Linked DNA regions of Sus scrofa: all the other regions are linked to region 4. A link is a contact called in public Hi-C and promoter capture Hi-C data. All regions are on one chromosome and are shown on one strand. Each heading gives the region's core, a stretch centred on a gene start, on an enhancer-like site or on the middle of the called end of the contact. The rest is flanking DNA. Distances are from core to core; before and after follow the strand shown. Region 1 holds the start of TBCB (tubulin folding cofactor B). Region 2 holds the start of ZNF529 (zinc finger protein 529). Region 3 holds the start of ZNF260 (zinc finger protein 260). Region 4 holds the start of LOC102164889 (zinc finger protein 569). Region 5 holds the start of ZNF567 (zinc finger protein 567).

Evidence for each region. Promoter capture Hi-C pulls out the DNA fragments that hold promoters and counts their contacts. Hi-C and Micro-C count contacts between places; a contact is called where the count stands out from the background.
Region 1: a promoter capture Hi-C map of fetal liver shows a contact between it and region 4, with 4 times the contacts expected there. The contact joins the promoter of TBCB here to the promoter of LOC102164889 in region 4. A contact is called at or near these places in 1 of 5 promoter capture datasets (fetal liver), 1 of 47 Hi-C or Micro-C datasets (embryonic fibroblasts) and 1 of 2 datasets of contacts at active chromatin or transcription factors (skeletal muscle).
Region 2: a contact with region 4 is called in a promoter capture Hi-C map of liver, with 4 times the contacts expected there. The contact joins the promoter of ZNF529 here to the promoter of LOC102164889 in region 4. A contact is called at or near these places in 2 of 5 promoter capture datasets (fetal liver and liver), 2 of 47 Hi-C or Micro-C datasets (heart right ventricle and liver) and 1 of 2 datasets of contacts at active chromatin or transcription factors (skeletal muscle).
Region 3: a contact with region 4 is called in a Hi-C map of liver, with 4 times the contacts expected there. The contact joins the promoter of ZNF260 here to the promoter of LOC102164889 in region 4. A contact is called at or near these places in 1 of 5 promoter capture datasets (fetal skeletal muscle), 2 of 47 Hi-C or Micro-C datasets (heart right ventricle and liver) and 1 of 2 datasets of contacts at active chromatin or transcription factors (skeletal muscle).
Region 5: a promoter capture Hi-C map of liver shows a contact between it and region 4, with 11 times the contacts expected there. The contact joins the promoter of ZNF567 here to the promoter of LOC102164889 in region 4. A contact is called at or near these places in 1 of 5 promoter capture datasets (liver), 2 of 47 Hi-C or Micro-C datasets (heart right ventricle and liver) and 1 of 2 datasets of contacts at active chromatin or transcription factors (skeletal muscle).

What each region holds. Positions count from the first base shown.
Region 1 is chr6:45,481,174-45,483,873 of Sscrofa11.1, reverse strand. It overlaps TBCB (tubulin folding cofactor B), which reads right to left and starts at 1,332. Exons shown (of 6, transcript NM_001205403.1): 1 at 1,140-1,332; 2 at 630-773. The coding sequence starts at 1,253. POLR2I (RNA polymerase II subunit I) reads left to right here and starts at 1,556. Exons shown (of 6, transcript NM_001205404.1): 1 at 1,556-1,978; 2 at 2,055-2,109; 3 at 2,372-2,445; 4 at 2,534-2,608. The coding sequence starts at 1,920.
Region 2 is chr6:45,810,985-45,813,684 of Sscrofa11.1, reverse strand. It overlaps ZNF529 (zinc finger protein 529), which reads right to left and starts at 1,380. Exons shown (of 4, transcript XM_013998445.2): 1 at 1,242-1,380. LOC110261284 (a long non-coding RNA gene) reads left to right here and starts at 1,366. Exons shown (of 2, transcript XR_002345332.1): 1 at 1,366-1,506; 2 at 1,890-2,700.
Region 3 is chr6:45,856,738-45,859,437 of Sscrofa11.1, reverse strand. ZNF260 (zinc finger protein 260) reads right to left here and starts at 1,364. Exons shown (of 5, transcript XR_002345315.1): 1 at 1-1,364.
Region 4 is chr6:46,434,996-46,437,695 of Sscrofa11.1, reverse strand. It overlaps LOC102164889 (zinc finger protein 569), which reads left to right and starts at 1,317. Exons shown (of 7, transcript XM_005664555.3): 1 at 1,317-1,453.
Region 5 is chr6:45,736,587-45,739,286 of Sscrofa11.1, reverse strand. It overlaps ZNF567 (zinc finger protein 567), which reads left to right and starts at 1,257. Exons shown (of 6, transcript XM_021097128.1): 1 at 1,257-1,372; 2 at 2,540-2,634.

The DNA.
Region 1 (2,700 bases), core at 83-2,582, 950 kb after region 4:
TTAAATTTTAAACTGAGGCAACAAAGCTCTCACACTTGGAAGGTGACATTTAAGTAAAGACTGGAAGGAAGGAGTTAGCCATGTGGGCACAGAAATAAGAACCGTTCGGGCACAGGGAACAGCACATGCAAAGTGCACCAGGGATGCTTGGATGTCTGAGGAGTTTTTGGGGGGAACACTGAGGACAGAGAGGATGATGTGAGCAGATGCATACAGAGGTCCTGCTTCCGGCTTCTCCCAACATGTGAGCCTCATGACTCACTCTGACCCCCCCTCACACTCTGTTCCCTCTGCCTGGCCTGCCCCTCCCACTCTCCTCTTAGGTTGCCCTTTCCTCATCCTTCAGGTCTCAGCTCAGGCATCCCTCCCTTCAGGAGGCCCCTTCTGATACCCCCAGGTGGAGTCAGGCACCTCTTCTGGCTGCCTCCAGTCCCCTGGGGTTTTCTCAGCCCAGTCCAGACCACTCTTGACTGCCAGTGTCTGGTGATGGGTCTGTCTCTCTCCCTGATGGACTGGGAGCTCCACGCGGTTAGGGCCTATTTTAGTTATCACATATAGCAAACCACAGCAAGCATCTGTTGAATAAGTAAATGAACAGAAGGGAGGGATCCCAGGTAGGGAGGCCTCACATGGATGCGACAGCCGTCATCTACAGGGTATGAGCCCAGCAGGGCATCCTCCTGATCCAGCTTGACATAGAACTTGTCGTCAGGTCCATACAGTTCCAATTCCATGCAGGAAGCAGGGCTGCCCACAACCAGCTGTAGTTTATCCTGTGGGAGGACAAATGGGGAGGCGGAGAAGAGGTGGAAGGTTGTCAGGGGCCCTGTCCTCTATCCTGAGGCTCTGCCCTTTGTGTCCATAACCAACACTCCTTCCCACCATATAGAAATACTCACATGGTATTATCCCTGGTTACCCCTGGCCCCACCCCCTCGGGCCCTGATCCTGAAACCTGTGACTTTCCCAGGCCCCGCGACCATCCTCTGTAAACTCAGGTTCCCTATGAACCCGCCCCGCTGAGGTTCATTCCCCAGCCTCTGCAACCTCGGTTTATCTCGGGCTTCCTCCCGGCACTGGGGAAGACCCTCCAGGTCTTCTTGGCCCCGCCCCTCCGAGCCCCGCCCCCAAGGCCACACCTTGAACTCTGCTACGGTGAGGCTGCGACTATACCGCTTCTGGGAGCGGAAGCTGTTGAGAGAGCTGCTGATGAAAACGGTCACCGTGGGCGCCGACAACCCCGTCACCTCCATCTCGCCGCGCCCTGAGGGGGCCCGCAGCCCGTTCAGCCGCCTAACACACGCTCCGCAGTCGCCGCCGCTTCTGGGATATCAGTCCCTCCCCCTGCTCTGCGACCTGGCCAATCCACGCTCTCCCGCCAGGAGGGTCGGCCAATCGCCGCATCTCTTCGCCGCCGCCAGGAGGAGGATTCTCCCTAGTCTTGGGCCCAGCCAATCCTGAAAGGTCTTCCACCCGGTACAGTTCTTCCAATAGGGGCACGGGAGACGGCCCGGCGGACGAAGGCCGAAGCCAGGAGGAAGGACTGGCAAGAGCTACTCCAGTCTGCGACGGGTAAACTCGCGCATGTGCATTGGCCTTCGGTCGGCAGAAAGCCATGGCTTCTTTATGCGTAGAGCTTTGGGTTATGTGACGCACTGTATTTCTGGCTCTCGTACCACACTATTCTGTAAACTGGGGAAGCGAAGCCCAGATGTTGGAAGCAATTATTCTAGGATATCAAGAGCTTGAAGCAAGTAATTAATCAAACCTCAGGGCAGAGAACCGAGCGTAAAGCCACTGGGAGCCAGTACTCGAGCGCAGCTCCGCCCCTCTTTTGGCGAAGCTACGAGGTCTGACCCTTCCCGCCACCTGTCGCGCAGCGGGGCAAGCGCGGAAGGCTGGGCGGGCAGCGCGCCGCTATGGAACCGGACGGGACCTACGAGCCAGGCTTCGTGGGTATTCGATTCTGCCAGGAATGGTGAGACACGGCCAGCATGTGTTGGAGGGGAGCAAGTAATGGTCCCAAGACTGACCTTTAACCGCCCCCCCCCCAGCAACAACATGCTTTACCCCAAGGAAGACAAGGAGAACCGCATTCTGCTTTACGCGGTGAGCGCGAGCCTATCCACCCGTTCCTAACGGGGTCCCGCCCTGCTCCCTGTACAGCCCCCCGTGGGGTCTGGTCTAGTTCCCGAACTACCCCCCGAGTGAACCCGACTCTTGTCCTGCCCATCCCCGAGGTGATCCTCGACTACACCCCATGATCCCAACCTCGAGATTCCATCCCCTCCGAGGAAGACCCTGCCCTCCCTTCCAGTCCCATCGGGGATCTCTCCGTAACCCCCTTCCCGCCACACTCTCCCTCCCGCAGTGCCGGAATTGTGATTACCAGCAGGAGGCTGACAACAGCTGCATCTACGTCAACAAAATCACACACGAAGTGGAGTGAGTGGCAGGACGGGAGCTCGGGGCCGGGGTTGTTGGCTCGGGAGGCTTGGTCTAAGCATAGTTATTCTCTTTTCTCTTCCATCAGCGAACTAACCCAGATCATCGCTGACGTGTCCCAGGACCCCACGTTGCCGCGGACTGAAGACCACCCATGCCAAAAGTGAGCATGCAGCCGGTATCGGGGAGGGAGGGTGGCTCGTGCTCACTGGGCAAAGGGAAGAGGGAAGGGTATGGCAGGCTCCGAGTGGCAGA
Region 2 (2,700 bases), core at 131-2,630, 620 kb after region 4:
GGGAAATGTAAGAGAAGGAAAGCACATCTTCTAGGATTTGTAAATCAAAAACATATGACAATAAAAAGCAAACACAAACTGACTTTGAATGGGCCACTAAGTAGCAATGCTCTTCACTTCAGGACTTGCGGAACTACAGGTACAAGAAGGGACTTGTGGGACTAAACTTGCTAAATAAGAAAACACTGTCCACCACCAGACATGGCCCATCACTCACCATAAAACAGAAGTAAGAGGGAAACTACAATACGGAGTTTTACCAGTATCAGAGAAAAAGGTAAACATCATCTATGCCCAGAGCTAGAATATATGTTCCCAGCAACATCTAGGGGCCACAGCTCAGGGAATGCTGTGGTTCTGGCCTCCATAATGCATTCAAGGGAGTTTAACCCAGGAAAAACTTCTGCACCTGTGCCCTCCCCCTCAGGTCTTCCCAGAAGCCTATCTTGAAGGCAAGTGCAAGCCTAAACTCTCATCTCATGATTGACCATGTACTTTTCTATTGAGAACTTTCATTATAGGAGGGATATTCGTGACTTTCTCTTTGACGATCATTTCTCTGCAGCTAGATCCAACTGGTTACATGGTGTGAGGACAGAAGAGAATCTAGGGAAACATTCCAAGAAATTATGGAACCTACAATTGGTACCCTGGATGGGTAACACTCCCTTTACCCTCTAAGTTAAGCACTACGCTGGGTACTGGGGGGCGCGGGGATATAGTTTACATATACATATAATTTTATGTATATGTATACATATACATTCTATATCCATAAAAGAAATTTTACCCACTCCTACAAGCTCACTGAAAAAAACAAAACTCCGAACTTAAGCTCACTGAAAGCAAAACAAAACTCCATTTCGTTCACACGTAATAGTCATACTTACAACAGAGCTGTCACAGGACCACGCGGTCGCGGTGTCACACACCCTCTCGGCCACGGTCCTGTAGACCGAGGTCACACAGTAGGCTCCGCCCCTGACAGCCCGCGAGCCCAGTCAGATACCAGCCATGCGAATCAGGGCCCCAAGACCCTCTGACTCGCTCTCGCTTTCTATCACACACGTACGAGTGCGAACTAACACTCTGCAATGACGCCGTCACAGACAATTGCCTCCGCGGCTCATGCACACAAGGCTTGAGGCTCCAGCTGCACACGCCCCATCCGCGCTTTGGGAGCTAAAGGCCTCCTCACCACCTGTCTCTCCCACAGCCGGACCTGGGTCACCTCAACTCACCAGGCATAGCCCTACAAGCGCCGCGACACCGGAAGGGGAGCCAAACGTCGAAGTTCATTTGGGGCTTTGGGGCCTGTGGGAAATGTAGTCCAACACCTAAAAGACATTTGAACCGAACGTGGATCCCACCAGCCGCAGAGACTCCTCCGCGCCCCGCGACCCCTGAGGGTTCTAGGGCGCGCTGATCGCTCGCCCTCGGCAGAGGGGTTGCAGCTGGTGTTCCTTCAGATGCCGAAGTGACGGGTGACTGCCCTTTGCGAGCGAGGTAAGGTCGTGTAAGGAACGAGACCGCAAGCCGAGGAAATAATCGCAAGCCCGGGTCGGGGAGGGCAGAAAAGGGAACCGGAAGCCCGCCCAGCGCGGGCCGAGGAAGCGGACGAAGAAGCCTGGCGCCGGGAAGGCCCGGTGACAGTCAGAAACGCCAGGCCGTGGAGGGAAGAGGGAGCCGGAAACCCGGCAGAGAAGGGCCTGAGAGGGAATCGGGACTCCCGGCGGAGGGAGGCCGGGCTAAGAAGGGCTGAAGCCGCGCGGAGGGAGTTCCAGCGGGAGAGAGCCCAGGAGAGGACTTCACTCGGGACTGTACGTGCGTGTGGGACCCTAGGTCCGTGGTCCTGAACCAGAGGGTTTTGTTGTTGTTGTTGTTTTCAGTTCTGCCCCTAGAGAAAGCCCCGACACCCTGCGAGGCACGTAGTACCGAGGAGCCGTGTTTGACTGCTCTGGTGTGTTCACCGCCAGGAAGTTCCCTGGAGTCCTTTTCCAGACTCACAACAGAGCCAGCCATGGTTCTGATACATGTCCTCGTAATTTAGTTTTGTCAGTTCTGCAATTCCATATGCCTCCTTTAGTTCATCCTCGTTCTGTAAGATCTATTAATGTTGTGTATTTCTTTCTTTTTATTTCTGGAAAGCATTCCATTGTGCAAATGTGCCACAATTTGATTTTTCATTTTCTTCTCTATGAACATTGAAATTTCCAGATTTTATATATTACGAATAACGCTGGCATGTTTCCATTTCTTCTGAGGAAATACCTAAGAGGAAAAAATTGTTGCTAATAGGTTAGGTTTATATTTAACTTTTTAAGAAGCTAACAAATTTGTAGAACGATTAGTTGTGATTTGTGTTTGAGATTGCATGACTATCAAGTGGTTTCCGAGTTTGACTTGGTATTGTTTTATAGAATTATGAGATGGGTTCAATGGAGTTAGGAATGTCACATAGGGCCCATTGAGTTGTGGTTTTGTGAAGTGGGTTAGATTATTGGACACGGAATGTGTCTATACCAAGTCTTATTTATCATGATTTTGTGTGTTCATTCCATGATGACTGTGAAAGTGGATCACTGCATAAGTGATACTGATGAATGACTGAGAAACTCTGTCGGTTTGATTCTGCTTGCAGAATTATGTCTGTTACTGATCAAGTAAAATAGCAGTATTAGATATATCCCAAGGAAATGA
Region 3 (2,700 bases), core at 115-2,614, 580 kb after region 4:
CCCCGGCTCACTACCCTGCGGAGTCCGATGATGTTGGTCGGTCGCCCACTTTGGTGACTGTGGACTACATTTCCCAGAAGTTTCAGTGATTCCAATCGTCTTTCGCGCTTTCTCAACTCCACCATAGCTTTGGCACTGTCTCCCTTGTCGGGGGACAAGTGTCTCTAGGCTGAGCCTCAGGACTTAGGTAAATAACATTCTACCTGTGTTAGGTCTACTTCTGGGAGAGGGCAGTGATATGCCTCGGGTTATATACAATAAGCTCACTTTAAGCACGCTGGGGTGATTCCCACTAGAAGCCACAGTGCCAGGGTATGCCAGGAGCGCCAAGCTCCAGGGCGCGTTTGAGGTTGGGGGCGAGCAGGGGTGAAGAATGGAGTGGTGGGCGGATCTCTTTGGCCGGGTTCACCCCCGGCGCCATCTTGTCCCTCGCGAGTGCGGCGCTCAACTACATTTCCCAGAGGGCGCCGCGGTCTCCGGCGGCGGCTCTGAGCGGAGCTCTTCGGCAGCCGGGCCTTAGTCTCGAGTGGTTGAGCCCGGCCGCTGATGCCCTGCGCGGGAGATTGGAGGTGAAACGTCTGTCTCGCGGAACCGGGATCAAGACTTGTTTTAAGTCTGTTCAGGCGGAATGGGCGGGTTTGGGGAGGGGAGTGTCGGTTATGAAGTTGTGTGTGACTCTGTGCTTCAGTGATGTGTCTTTTTTTTGTGACTGTGTGTGATACCGTGTTTATGTATGTGAGGAGTTTTACGTAGCGAGTCGCCGTGGTGTGATACTGTGTGTCCCTGTGGTAGGTGTGTGAATTTTTTCTAAATGACCATGTGTTCCTCTTTGTGTGCAGGCATAGGGAGTTTTGTGATTGTGCTTCTGTGACTGCGTCCCAACGGAAACTGTGTGGCACTGTGCGGAGGGAAGAATTTATGACTGAGGTTGTTACCTTTGTGTCTAGCGGTAGATATGTGACTGTGCAGCACTGGATGCGTAAATTTGAGGGTCGGCACTGTGTGTCACGTATAGTCATATGTGAGAAACGGGATGGCTCTTCCCCTTAGCAGTAAAGACCTTGAATATGATATTGAGGTTAAAGTGGAAGCCTAGATCTTCTCTGTTAGCCTTCCTCTTTTGGGGGCGGGAGGGCAAGGGAGTAAGGTGACTTTATCATTTGGACCCCAAGAAAGGTTCGGGAGTTCCCTTCGTGGCGCAACAGAAACGAATCCGACTAGGAACCATGAGGTTGCTGTTGATCCCTGGCCTCGCTCAGTGGGTTAAGGATCCGGCGTTGCGGTGAGCTGTGATGTGGGTCGTAGGCTGGCAGCTGTAGCTCCGATTGGACCCCTAGCCTAGAAACCTCCATATGCCGCGGGTGTGCCCTAAAAAAAAAAAAAAAAAGTTGTTCTTGCCCATCTCGGTCTATTAGCGGCTCATTGGGTCTGTCCCTTGTAGTGCGGAGCCAATAAACACACCACGTGCTTTCGATTAAAGCAGAAGCATGTATTACTTGTGACAAGTAAGGAGACAGGGAGATAGCTCTCAAAGCACTGTTTCTCCAGAGCTGGAGGGAGAAGTTTTAAACCCGGGGTGGGGGTGAGGGGCAATGCATAGTCTCGAAAAGGCAGGCATATTAAAGAGGCAAAGGTTACTCTAGGTTGCCAAAATCTGTAAGCAAACATGTGTTTTGGTTGTTTGTTCCCACTAATTTTTTGAAACATGTGGTGTTTGGAACTTTATGCAATTTAACGGTTTCTGCAAAACCAAGCACACTTTGGTTTAACCCCATTTTTTACTTACTGCTGTCTAGCTAACATAGTCCTCTTCCAAGAGAAATCTCAGAGGAGGAGAAAATATTAGTTGTGACATCTAAAAGTCTTTTTAAAGGTGACGATATTTTCGCTTTGTTTTTTTCAGGAAGTGATTTTTTTTTTCTTGGCAAACGCATAACAAAGACCCGTCATTAACCTGGAACCTAGTATTTCTCTTTGGAAACGTCTTCCTTGAACTTCCTAATTTTTAAAATTAATATGGCAAACAGTTTATCTTGTGTGCTATTTTGTTTTTACACGTGTACACATATGAAGATATATAGATACATATATATTTTTTATGTTTTCATTTAAGTGATGTTATTATAACTTCTCACATAATTGAGTTATTTGAGAATATTTTATTATTATTATTATTTTTTTGTCTTTTGTCTTTTTGTTGTTGTTGTTGTTGTTGCTATTTCTTGGGCCGCTCCCGCGGCATATGGAGGTTCCCAGGCTAGGGGTCCAGTCGGAGCTGTAGCCACCAGCCTACGCCAGAGCCACAGCAACGCGGGATCCGAGCCGCGTCTGCAACCTACACCACAGCTCACGGCAACGCCGGGTCGTTAACCCACTGAGCAAGGGCAGGGGCCGAACCCGCAACCTCATGGTTCCTAGTCGGATTCGTTAACCACTGTGCCACGACGGGAACTCCTATTTGAGAATATTTTTAACATTAGTGTTGTTTTATTGTATGTGTGACTAACGCAGTATCCAGTCTGTATTGCTACAAACATCCTGATTTTGGAGTTCCTGTTGTGGTTCCATGAGGACGCAGGTTCTATCCCTGGCCTCAGTCAGTGAGTTAAGGATTCAGTGCTGCCTTGAGCTGTGGTGTAGTTCACAGAGGCGGCTTCAATCTGGTATTGCTGTGGCTGTGGTGTAGGCCGACAGCTATAG
Region 4 (2,700 bases), core at 68-2,567:
AAGCTTAGGAGTCAGAAATCTGACTTCAACCACCACAAGTTCCTGATATTTAGCATGATGTAGTCTGCAGTATTTTGTTCTCCTTGCCAACATACTATTGCACAAAAGCATAGACTAGGGTGTTTTCATAGATAAAATTCTCCATTTTAGTCCCTACTGCAAAATTATTGCACTGAATCTTAAACTTTCATTTGTCAATTGTTTTTTAATTCTTAAGTCAAACGAACTCATATGAAATGCTGAAGAAAAAAAAAAAAGAAAGTAAGAAAATCAGGTCTTGAGGGAAGGAGTGACATACTCTGGATTGCTGGATTCTTAGGCTCCTGGTTACCTCTCTCCTTTTCCACTTAACACTTCTCACTCCTGATGTCGAGGCCACTTTATTGACATGAACTTTCATTTGATGGCTCAACATCTTTGTCTTCTTCAATATCTTTCTAAATTACCTGTAATACCTATGTCCTTTTAACACACACGGACTGTAGAGTAACACGGTGTAAAAATCATGGGTGTTTCCAGTAATACACATTCAGAAATTTCTATAATTTTTTCCGTTTAATATTTTGGTGATTATGGTTTATTACCTTAACCTTGTAAGTTCCAACGTTGTAACAAGTGCCAGTCAGAAAAGCAGAAACACACACATGGAATGGACACAAACACACTGTCCACTGTCTCTGAACAAACGTCAGTGCTGGAATAAAGAGGTCATACAAATAATCGCAAATTAATTCCCACGACCCCAAGTCACTGGACCTCCCTCGACCCCGCAGTCTCCCAAATTCCACCGCTTAAGTCTCCCACATACGACCACGCAATGGCACTCCTCCCTTTTCTAACTGCCTCCAGGAGCCTGAAGCTCCGGCTCTCGTCTCTCCACGGCGCCCTGATCTTTCCCCACCGTCATCCCACTGAAGTCCAGTCCCGGGTGGGGCGTGGACCAGAAGGAACTAAACAGACTCAGCCGAGCTTTCTTCACGGACCGGGAACCAAAACGCCGAGAACACGAAGATCCAGCCAAACATTAAGAGGAAACTTTTTGCAGAAAATAGATGTGGGCCGAGATGGCCTCTGGGAAATGTAGTCCGGGGCAGTAAAGCTGTGGATCTTTTCAGATACGTCTCAGCACCAAGTAGCAATCCCAGGTTCCGAGGGCCGGACTCACGAGGGGCAGCTGCGGCCAAACTCTCAGCTGAGCCCCCTGGGCCGATCTGAGAGCGCTCGAACGCAGCGGTCGGTTGTTCCCACCGCTGCCCAACCGAAAGGCCAGCCCCGCCCGGCGAGCGCGGGGGCCGCTGGGAAGTGTTATCCTTCGTCTAACGGACCGAGGCCGGTGCTGCCTTCATTCGCCGCCGGCCCGGACCTTAGTGGCGCCCCAGCTAGGGCCGCACCGGCTCTGCCACTTGGGCGGTGTGGAAGCGTGGGATTGGGGCCTGTGTCCGCGGGCTTGGTGGTGAGTCCTCGGGAGGCCGCGAGCTCACAGTCCGGGACTCTTTGTGCTGGGTGGAGTAGGGGCCTGCGGACCTGGTGCCCGTGTGGTTGGAGGAGGACGCGGGGCAGGGCTTTGCCCGCGCGGGTGGTTCCCTGAGGCCGTGGGAGTGGCGTGTGAAGGACTGTGGGCGTGTGGCTTGACAGGACTTTTGCCAGACATTTGCCTGTGACTGAGTGTGGCCCTGGGATCGTGTGCGGGCGGATTTTGTGGATGTGCTTTTCCTTTTCTGTTTCAATATGAACGTGGCTGCGCATCACGCAGAAAAAACTCCGTGGTTGAAGGGTAGATAGAGTTCGGTTGTGTGTGTAGTTTTGTGAGACTGTTTGCACCAGTGCTTGGTTTCTGTGGTTATGGTAATCGGAAATATGTTTTTATATGAGACATCAATAGCCTCGACACTTTGTATTAGTATTTAATTTCAAAGTTTATTTTTGTATATTGGCTAGGTTATTTTGTGGGCTTTAACATCATGCTCCTTCCTCCCGACTCCCCGCCCCAAATCACAAAATACAGAAAAGCTCTAAGAAAACAAAAATCGGAGTTCCCGTCGTGGCGCAGTGGTTAACGAATCCGACTAGGAACCAGGAGGTTGCGGGTTCGATCCCTGGCCTTGCTCAGTGGGTTAACGATCCGGCGTTTCCCTGAGCTGTGGTGTAGTCGCAGAAGCGGCTCAGATCCCACGTTGCTGTGGCTCTGGCGTAGGCCGGTGATTACAGCTCCGATTAGACCCCTAGCCTGGGAACCTCTATATGCCGCGAAAAGCGGCCCTAAAAAAGGCAAAAAGACAAAAAAAAAACCAAAAATCATTCCTATTTCTACCTGCCACTATCAAAATTTATTTCCCATCTTTTGCCGCCTCCCTCTGTGAATACATACACATGGAATCATATATATATTCATAATAGCTTGAAAATTGGAATCACACTATAGGTACGTTCTGTAAACTACCTGTGCCATTTAACAATGCCCAATTAATATCTTTCCATTTAAACTATTACAAGTCTACATCATCATTTTAAAGTTTTTTATGGTATATATTTTAATGCATACCATACCCATGTTGGGTAATTTACTTCTTTTCAACTGCTTGCCTTTATAAAGAACGTGTTTATCAGCAACTATTTGGCACATGTTACAATGCACTTTATTTTTCTTTTTCACTGGGGGGGGGGGGGGCATGTGGAAGTTCCTGGGCCAGAGATCCAGTC
Region 5 (2,700 bases), core at 8-2,507, 700 kb after region 4:
GGGGAAGGATGAGAAGGAGGGAAGTAAGGAGACAGGAGACATCAAACCTTTTTTGGAGCACAGAATGGCTAAACTGGAAGAAATTCTTCAACACAGAAGCTCACATCATCACCTGCACACATACTCAGATAGAAGGGAAGATGGGAGTACTGCTAACCCTTCTTAGTATCAAAGGCAAAGGCCAAGATCACTGATATCCAGGGCTGAAACTTTCTCTGAGTTCATAACTGGGGAGACAGTTTTGAGGATGATGTGATTTGAAATGTGGAACTTGACATCAGCTCCCCAGGGAGATCCGGAGGAGGGACTCCTACTCCTAGGCTCTCCTCATGTCTTCCTAGGACTCTGCCTAAGGGACACTCCCAACTCTAATAAAACTCATTCCAAAAAGAGGTTTATGCTCTTGTATAACCTTTATCCTACCACTGAAATATCTGACTCCCATTTTGGTGACCATTTCTCTGCAGCTGGGGTCCTGGTTATAAACTGGGAGAAAAGAGGAAGCAGTGATACAGGGATACAGATCCCAAGAAAGGATAGAACAGAAAATTGGCTTCTGGGCGGGCGACGCTCGTTCCCCTGGCACCCACCTTCTGTTAAGCACTGGAATCTGGGCGCTGGAGGCGGGGATGCCCTGACAAATGCAGCTCAGGCTATGCTTCAGTGCGACTCTGGTTAATACAGGTATCGTCACAGGCACAGATACACTCTCAGGGAGAACTTCAACAGCCCTGTTCAGTCCTGATGTTAAACCCAGAACTGCAGAAATAAGCTCTACCGCATGACACAACCAAACTCCCACCCGGTCACAGAAGTCACAGCTTCTTCCATCACATTAGGTAGCACCGTCTTCCGAAGGGCGGTCTCAAACCCCACAGGGGCACATGTCTCACATCACAGTTAACCACGGTCACCCCAAAGGTCCCGCATCTTGCACCTGTCACGGTCTCCTTACGGCGCACACACCCCGCCTCATCACGGCCACAAAGGCTCACACACACTTAAACACGCCTACACAGGCTTGAGCTCCAGGTCCACACAGCCCGTGACACTGTGCCAGAGGGTCAAGACCTCCTCACCGTGAGGGCCCGCCGCACCCAGACGCCGGTTATACCACTTGGATCGCGGCGACTGAGAACTTTGGAGGGCAGCAAGAGACGAACCACAGATCAAACATCTTTTTAAAAGCTGCCCAGGGGCTGTGGGAAATGTAGTTCAAGGCCGCAAAAGCCCGGATATCGAGAAGGCTCACGCGCGCGCCTGCGCGCGGAGGCCGCGGCGGCGAAGACGTGCCGCGGAGACACTTGGGAGGTACGACCCGCGCGGGAGTGCGCTTGAGCGGACGGCTGGCCAGTAGTGGAAGGCGAGGCTGGTAGGTCCTGCGGGCTCTGGTTGGGCGGGTGATGCTGGGACGCGGGGGGATTGCGGAGGAGGGAGGCGGGAACCTGGGCTGGGAAAAGCGAGGAAGGAAGAGGGAACTCGGGCCGAGGGGGAAAGGGAAAGTTCAGGCCCTAGTGAAGGCGAAGCGGGAAGCAAGACCTAGGCAGAGGAAGAAACCAGGGCTGGGAACGGCGAGAAGGGAACAGGGAGCCCGAGGCGGGTGTGAGCTCGGCCTGGCACACACAGGCGTTCCGTTTGTGTAGCTTTGTGTGCCTGTTCTTGTGTGTGTTTGGGCGTGTGACGTTATAAGCCGATTGTTTGTGAAGGTGAAAAGAGTCTCTGCGTGTGTCGATTTATGTTTGAAACTGCGACTTTAAGGAGGCGACAGTTAGGGGTTTATGAGTAAAATATTGCTACTTTGCCTAGACGTATGTAGTGGGCTCTGTGGGATTATGCATGACCTGTGTGTCTATGGGACTGTGATTGTGCAGTGGGTGATATGACTGAATATGTCAAATTTTTGAAGTATTTTGTGTGCACAGTTCACGATGACTATGAATGTGGCTGGATCATTGTGTGACTGAGGTGAAGCACTTAAGAAAGTGGATGTAAGACTAGTTATGCACTATGTCTTGTTTAGATTATCTGAATATTGGCCATTTTATATGCCTGTGGAATTTGGCAATTAGACAAGTGAATAAAATAGATTTTTAAAATGGAAAGGAGGAGGTAAAATTAAAATAATTTTCAGGTGGTACAATTGTATTTTGGGAAAACCCTTAATGAGTAATGACCAGTATATTGACGTAAGTAGACCACCACTGGGAGCACACAAAAAGCTTTCTCCCATAACCTCTACCCTCAAATTTCTATTTGCATGATTTTTTTTTTTTTTCCTGAGGCTGGATGAATTCCTGGACAAGAAACATTCAATAATTTCTTCAGTCATTATGAAGATAATAATAAAAAAACACCTGTGGAACATTTAAACATGAGATCAGTCACATTTAAGCCAAATAAAATGTTCATTGTAGAAATCAATACTGCAAACTCGATTTAAAAACTCTCCCTTCTGCTGGAAGTCTGCTGTGCAAAAGAATGCATGATCAGTTTCTTTAATTCCTCATCGTCTCCTTTGTCCCCTCTTCACTCCCTCCAGGTTGATGGTCTCCAGCTGGAATGGATTGGGAACTGGAAAAGTCAGAAGTCAGGGACAAGAAGAGGCTAACATGACTGGTACCAGTATAATTTAGTGTAAGTCATATCTTACCTTCTGAGAGACCCTACTCTGGGAACTTCCAGATAAATTTCCCTTTTCGA